Regions from separate parts of the Mus musculus genome. Here region 2 is linked to region 1. Evidence: chromatin contacts called from public ChIA-PET data. All regions are on one chromosome and are shown on one strand. The core of a region is the stretch at or near the end of the contact, and the rest is flanking DNA. Distances in the headings are between cores, read along the strand shown. Region 1 overlaps Ptprc (protein tyrosine phosphatase, receptor type, C). Region 2 has its middle 75 kb from the start of Atp6v1g3.

What was found. ChIA-PET counts read pairs in DNA pulled down with a chosen protein or histone mark.
Region 2: an RNA polymerase II ChIA-PET map of effector CD8 T cells shows a contact between it and region 1, with 18 read pairs. The contact joins two enhancer-like sites. A contact is called at or near these places in 9 of 484 Hi-C or Micro-C datasets (the AML12 cell line, the Ba/F3 cell line, LSK cells and 5 more), 4 of 115 datasets of contacts at active chromatin or transcription factors (CD8 T cells, bone marrow-derived macrophages, effector CD8 T cells and 1 more) and 1 of 9 other capture datasets (liver).

The regions. Positions count from the first base shown.
Region 1 is chr1:138,134,667-138,138,433 of GRCm38.p6, reverse strand. All of the region lies in intron 1 of Ptprc (protein tyrosine phosphatase, receptor type, C), which reads left to right. Among named protein-coding and RNA genes, the nearest start is that of Ptprc, 39 kb to the left of the region's middle. Within about 2 kb of position 1,798, at least 201 of the 459 cell types and tissues checked have an H3K27ac peak or open chromatin away from gene starts, as enhancers often do. A contact at or near this core is called in the Ba/F3 cell line, CD8 T cells, bone marrow-derived macrophages and 1 more, where this site is marked.
Region 2 is chr1:138,346,716-138,350,482 of GRCm38.p6, reverse strand. No RefSeq gene overlaps it. Among named protein-coding and RNA genes, the nearest start is that of Atp6v1g3, 75 kb to the right of the region's middle. Within about 2 kb of position 1,797, at least 160 of the 459 cell types and tissues checked have an H3K27ac peak or open chromatin away from gene starts, as enhancers often do. A contact at or near this core is called in the Ba/F3 cell line, CD8 T cells, bone marrow-derived macrophages and 1 more, where this site is marked.

The DNA.
Region 1 (3,767 bases), core at 549-3,048:
CCCACAGGTTGAGCACTGCTAATCTAGAGCCTAAACTTAAGTAGCATAGACACCTAGTAAAAGGGAAAGTCTCTCAACCCTTATGAATGACTTCCAGAGCGACAAATGTAGCTCAGTTTGTAGTGTGCTTGCCTAGCACGTATAAAGCTTTACATTTGATTCCCAACATCACAGGAGTCCAATATGGGGGTGAGTGTTGGTAATGCCAGCACCAGCATGACAGAAGCAGGGAAAGAAGGATTATAAATTGAAGGTCATCTTGGCTGCACAATGAGTTTGATAACCATAAGCAACCATGAAGCTTAGGCTACATGAGACCCTGTCTCAGACCCACGAACAAATAAAACGAATGTCTGAGAATTGGAGGTCTAGGAGCCCTGAGTAGGAAATCTAGATCCAAGTAGGTGTTTGGGGATTTTTAATTTTTACAGCGTCGCCTGAGGCCCTGCATTGTCTGTGTAGCCAAGTATGAGGATGGCCTGAAACTTCTGAGTCTTTTGTTTCCACTTCCTGATTACTGGGGTTATAGGAAGAAGCGACTACATCTGATTCTGGCTCTTCTGGGGCTTCATCTCAGGGCCTCCTTGATGTTAGGTAAGGGCTAGTACAACTGAATTGCAGCCCTAGACCCAGGCAGACCTTGAATAGACTTCCTGGAGGAAGGATGGTTTTTGTAACACTTAAATCAGTGGTTCTCAAGCTTCTTAATGTTGTGACCCCTTTAATACAGTTCCTCATGGTATCGTGACCCCCAACCATAAAAACGATTTCTGTTACTACTTCATAGCTATAATTTTGCTACTGTTATCAATTGTAATGTAAATATCTGGTAAGTAGAATATCTGATATGAGACTCCTCCAGCGGTCATGACCCACAGGTTGAAAATCAGTGAAATCGAGGTAAGATGCAGGCCGCCTGAAATATTACAACAGGTGTCAGGATTCAGCATGCTACTTATTTTATTTCAGACAGACAATATCCTTTCTGCTGACAGAAAGCCTGAAGAACTGGCCCAAGATGAGTTTTTCTTAAGCAACTAAATAGGCGATATCTCACAACCCCAATATTGTTTATGAACATCGGCAGGCTATTTTCATATTTTTCTTTATCATGGAACAATAAGGTAATCAACATGTAAGAGTGTTAGTAAAAATCCTCACCATGGAAAAATGTTTCCAACACAGGGCAAATGACTGTCCGTTGATATGCCCAGGCAGAGGAAAGACCAGCATGCATCTCTCCTTCAGGCCTTGCTTTCATGGTACTATCAGGTGTAACATTTAGGAAGTTATCCAACTTAAGTAGTTTAGCTCATTGGCTCCCAAAGATGGTGATACTGTACTTCCTACTGGTAGGTATTATTTTAGTACATTATAACAGAGGATTCTTCACAAATATGGAAAAAAATCCTGCCTGATTATCTTTGATCATTTCATAATCTTGAATGGAAAGGAACATGTTCCATTTTCTATTAGACTTTTCTTATTGTAATATGTTCAGTCCGAGTTTCATTACACAATTCCTGTTTGTATTTTTAAATATAAGATGGGATTTAATATTTTGACATTAAAGTATCATTTGTAAGTTACCTTGCAAAGGGAAGTGCCTCTGAAATCAAACCAATCATTATACAAAGTTAGCCTCGTTGTTGAAATACGATTTCACTAGAGCAAAGTCAAGTCAACCTGAAATTCGGTATTTCGTAGCAGTTAAAGTGTGCAGCCAGGCGGCTTCAACATGAGCTAGAGAAGTTGCGGTTTTACCCCGAGATAGGGCTGATTATGCTGGTGCTATGGCAACCGGTTGCACCATTTGGAAGCTCTTCTGTGCTTAACCGCATGAGCTGCGCCTCTTCCTTTCCTATAAAGACTTAGAATGAGAAAAACAGAAGTGTGCGAGGAGAAGAAACCACAAGGGCAGTAGAGGCACTGCTGCGAGCGAGCCTTTAGCTTTTGCAAACAGCAGCCGAACAGCACACCGAAAACCTCTCCGGAGGAAAGCTGCCTCTCTCTTGCTTTTCCCATTATGCCTGTACTGTAATGATTTTGAAAGCGCGCCAAGTGTTTCTGTTCAGCACTTTCATGACTGAGAGATGAGAAAAAATTAGTTGGGCATTTATCAACCTTGGCTTTGATTATCCGCTGCTCTGGGGAGATTGGAGGACTGGGTGCAATCTTGGGGGAGACATTTGATACTCTTCATGAGACTGATAACAGTTTGGTGGTAGATGTCCCACAATGTAGCTCTCATTTTCTGTTTATTTTTTGTTTAAGCTAACACCACACACACACACACACACACACACACACACACACACACACACACGCCATCGTTTTATTTGTTTTGAAATCTTGAAAATACTAATAAGGACATATTCAAACTTGTTTTTCTATTTTTTAATTTTTTCTATGTTTTTCTATTATTGTTTTTCTATTTTTCTCTCTGAGAGGGTCTGGGCAGTCAAGCCAAGCTGCTCTCCTCATTCCAGTATGCTTCAGGCTTCTCGTTATGTGTCCTTTCCCTGTAAACAATGAAAATTTTCCTTTTGTACTGTCACCGTCTAACAATTTTCACTTTTACCAGCATTTTAGTTAGCGTTCACAGTGGTGAGTGTGATTGTGGACATTTTTATACGTATGCATTGTTCTTTGTCCTTCCCCCAGAGCGCTGCCCCCTTTCCTCCCCTTCAGGCCCTCTTCCTCCCCTAAGAGCCATTCCTTCTGCTTTCATGCCTTATACGGTCCATTAGCCTTTTATTATTTCCCTTCTCCTCTTAGAGTTCTTTCTTCCATCTCATCAGCCACATTTTATTTTATGCCTTTTATAAGTTACACACACACACACACACCACAGAGAGAGAGAGAGCTACAGCTCCACATAAGAACAAAACATGTGATATACATCTTCCCAAGGCTAGCTTATTTCATTGAACATTATAATTTGATCTAATTTCCTGTGAATGTTGTGACTTACTCTTCTTTACAGCAGAATGCAATTGTGTATGTGTGTCTTATGTAGAGTACCTGGCTAACTGTTTCATTTTTAATGATAATGTTTTTGGGGGTGTGAGAGTACATGGCTATAACCCTATCACTTGGAAGACTGTGGCAGGAGGAGCATTGTAAGTTGGAGGGTGGCTCAGGTTGCATACCTAGTTTAAAGCATGACTAGATCTTCTCTCCTACAAAACACAATGCAGGAAAACACTACTGCCTTTCACTGTGTCATCCTCTGGGTCCCATTTTGATGGTGCATATAAGGTATTCTGATCATTGTTAATTCTTTCCTAGCTGTTCAGCACAAATACTGACTTTAATATTAATTTTTTTCTTATCACAGTGCAGTTAAATAAGCCTTTTTATATCAGACAGATTGTCAGTTAAGTTTAAACTTTACATTCTCTAGATTTGCACCTATTTGTTTATGATATTTATCTCTAAGTAAGAAGAGCGTGTTATCTGCTTTACCGAATTGCTGTAATGTTATATAAAGTATAATTTAACCTCATTCAGCACCTAATATTTCATAAAACATCACTCAGCACCGTGTCATACACCTAGTATTTACTGGAAATAGTGACTTTTATTCTTGGCCCTGAAAACAGTAAAGCATTTTAGCACGGGTGCCAACACGTGTGGGTGCCTCTATATAATCCGTTCACTATGATCTTACTCTATTTCAGAGGAAGTAAAGAGTTATAAAATCATACATAGTAAAATGTTAATTAGTACAGTTAGATACTTTTTGCTACCTGGCACATATTTTC
Region 2 (3,767 bases), core at 548-3,047, 210 kb before region 1:
TCCAGTTCCTACACTTCCTGCTTAGCGGGTGGAGGCAGGGAGCACTGTATGGCTGAGAGTATGCAGACAGATGTGCTCTGCAAACGTAGCTTTCAGGGTGCTCATTTAGCTGAAAGAACTTTTCAAGCTTCGGGGAATAAGGAGAAGCAGGCCATTGCATAGAACCACTTTCAAGTTACCGGAGAGCAGCAGGCAGAAGCAAACTGTGAGTGGTATAGCGGTATACGTCACTTTTCCATCTGAAGGCGCTCCAGGGTTTGAGTAAAGAAAATGACCTGGGCTAGAATTTATTCAGCTGAGTAAGGTGGGATAAAAGTCTGTAACAGATCTGAGGGTGTTCACTAGCTGACACCTCACCTTTAGCAAGTCTGATGAGTCTCTTGTGGTTGTTTCTGGGTTGAACTTACAAAATTTGATCTACCCAAGTGGTGTCTCTACATCTCAAATTTTATTACTCATTGCCCATATTGTCTTGGGTTTCTGTGCTTCATAGTCTATTTGATCTTTTGAGCCTATACATTTGTTTCAATCTCTCTACTGGTGGCTGAATTAAAAAAAAAAACAGAGCAGTAATACTCAATGGAAAATCCATTTTTCAGATTTGCTACAGTGCAGGAGTAGAGGGCACACGTAAGTCTAACAGGCAGCCTTTGTGATGTGTTCAGCAGGAGAGGGTTTAGGAAGTTAAAATCAGTAATTTCATAGGCACTGAGGTTATGCAACAACTGGTTAAAATCATTGCATATGATGAAGAGTTGGCATATTTATGCATTACATATGAATATATTCATTTACATATAATATTCATATAGAAATGAATATTATATATCATGTATATAAATGAATACAACCTACTCAGCCTATATAATATTACTTGTATACATATGTTTTCAGGGTCGGGCATTTGGTATTAGATAATCAATTGGTTTATTTCTTTACCTATTTTTCTTCTCTGAGACTATTTCTTTTACTCTCTCACAGAATTCCTTAGTTGTGTGTTGTGTACGGTTGAGGCCAGTAAGCCCCTGTCCCCTGAGTTAACAATACACCTTGAGGTCATATAATACTATGACTGCCATCCTACTGTGTACTTGGCCTGCTTGCTTAACTTGATTTAAGAGAACAAAAGAACACCCAACTTTATTTGCTTTGGATTTCCAATATAATCACCTTTTACAACCTACACTAGTGCATAGCTGTAATCTTAAATTATGTACTGTTCCATGCCCCTGACCCAGAGAACAGTGTGTGTGTGTGTGTTTGTGTTATGATAATCATTTGTTGAAAACAGCAAATATGTCAAAAGAGACCTTATGCTACAAATACTTGCCATAAATGTTGGAAACAGCATAGAGATATTGTTTGATACACGGTATGTTGGCAGTATTGTCTGTCACATGGCTCAGTTGAACTCTGTGATATTTTTGCTTATAAAACTTTGCTAAAGATTTCTGTAAAGTATCTCTTATACCCCCCCTCCCCCGCTCCAGTGAGAGACATGAGCCAAACACTTAGACATTAGGCAGCATACATAAACACATATCAGACAGACTAGGGACAAACCAGAAAGTAGAAGCTACCTAAGACCAATGTATTTTTCCCTGCACAAAGAGGATTTTCTTCCGGTGAGGTAAAGGTGAATGCAGAGTGTTTGCAAAATGCCCTGAGACCGTCAGAGCAATAGCACAAGGAAGTAAGTACCTATCAGATTGGGTATAATACCGTCTTCCCAGGGCAGTGACTTAGAAAGAGAGGGCTTGGGACTGTTAAAGGGGTGTGCGTGGCAGGATGTGGTCAGCTGGCTTTTGTGCTCTTTGTAGACTCTGTGAGTCAAGTGTGAGTCATGTCATGAGAAGTCTGTGTGGAATCTAACGAACAGCCCCAGGGAATGGCAGGAACCCAAAAGCAAAGCGTGTTCATGGGGGAGCTGAGTTCTACTTCTCATGGAGAAGCTAGTGAGTAAGGGCCAGAAGCCTCGCTGTGACCTGTCCTTCATCTGTACAGTGAGCAGATTAACCTCCATCAGCAGGAGGCCTGATGTGTTTGACTTTATGTAAGTGTTGGGAATCAATGAGGAAAATCTAAACAATAGTATCCAGGAGACTAAGCACAGCTCACCACACTGAGGTCCGAGCTAGCTGACTGAGGGGTGTTGACTGTTTCTGAAAAAAAAAATGGTAGTACCTGTAATTATTAACTGATTTATTTTTTTTCTCCCACTAGAGGAGACATCATCACGAAGTAGGAAGATGTAAAGCAATTAGAAATATTCTCTGGCACCGTGTCAGCAGCCCTCCTGGCTCGTCTTCTCTAATTAAATATGAAATGTTGTAAAGTGGCTCATTCTTGCAAGTTTTCTCTTTTATTTCAATGGTGTCCATACACACTAGAAGAAAGAAAAAAAAACCCATAGGCATAAGGGTTCAAATTGACCAATCTGTAGATGCTCAGAATTGAATTTGGGTGAAAACAGTTCTAAGTTTCCAATAATTCAATATATTTCTTTTAACATTAGCTAGAAATGGCCATGTAGTTCAAGATGCCAAATGCACTCAGTATGGAGGGAGGACACTGATTATTTTAATGGATTTGTTTAAAAATGTATAGTGTTTTCTGCTTATTCAGGAAAAAATCTAACGATTTCATTCACTATCAGGAAGAAAAAAAGCAATGCATATGTTATATATTTATATACCCACAATAGATCACAACCACAGAAGTAGTCAATACCATGGATGACAGCTGGACACAGCTACATAACTGGTGAAACAGAATACCCTGCAGAGTGAAGTTGCTCAGACTGGAGACTGATGCTCCTGTGTGAGAATGGCCCTTCCTCCTCCAGTAGAATTCTATTAGCTATAAAATAATTTCTGAAAAAAAATTATGTTTGAAATTTATGGAACTTAAGTTTTTAAAATTTTCCCACTTGCTTTTACATCAAAAGCAAATCATAAGCTAAATTTATTGAGGTTAGATTTTTGAATTTTGAGAGGAGAATACTGCTATGGAGTAAAATTTAGTTTTGTGTAAATCTCAAAAGTTGAGGGGTTATTTTAAAGAGCATGGCTATAAGGAGTGTTCCATGAGCAGTTTGATGGGGAATGCCCATTGCTACATATTGCAGGAGAAAGACTTTTGGAGTTAACATCTGTTTCTTCATTCAACTTTTACCTTAAAAAAAACCAACCCACTAGTTTTCAGAAGGGGAACCAGGACGCATGTGCCTGTGAATTAATGCAACTTATTCTCATCATTCGCTATTGCTGTGAATCTTCCCAAAGTAAGCGAGCATCCACAAGCGCTGAGGAAGAAGTCATAGAGTATCGAGTGTCTTTGTTTTCTTCCACCTAGCTGGAGGAAGGCTGGCAAGCTCTCAGGATCAGGCACTCCCTCAAGATTGCAAGAGCTTCCTGGCTTGATACTGGCCAGAAATAACACCACAGAATGTTTTTTTACAATTCTACTTTTGGGTAAAAACAGGAAAGGGAGAGGCAGGTTGAAATTAAATTTAAAAATAATAAGATGGATATGAGCAGAAAGAAAATATAACCTTTTCTTTTCAGTTTGGGAAAAAATAAAAACGAACTCTGATCATCCAGATTGTTCACTTACGTGCTTTTGAGTAGGGGGATTATGGAGTGCTTTAAACATGTTCCAGGATTTCTCTTTACTTTTTCCCCACACGTGGGCTACTGAGCTAAGCTGACCGTTCCTCACTCACCTCTCGGACCTGGTAGTCACTCCACTGGAAAGACTCTCTGCTG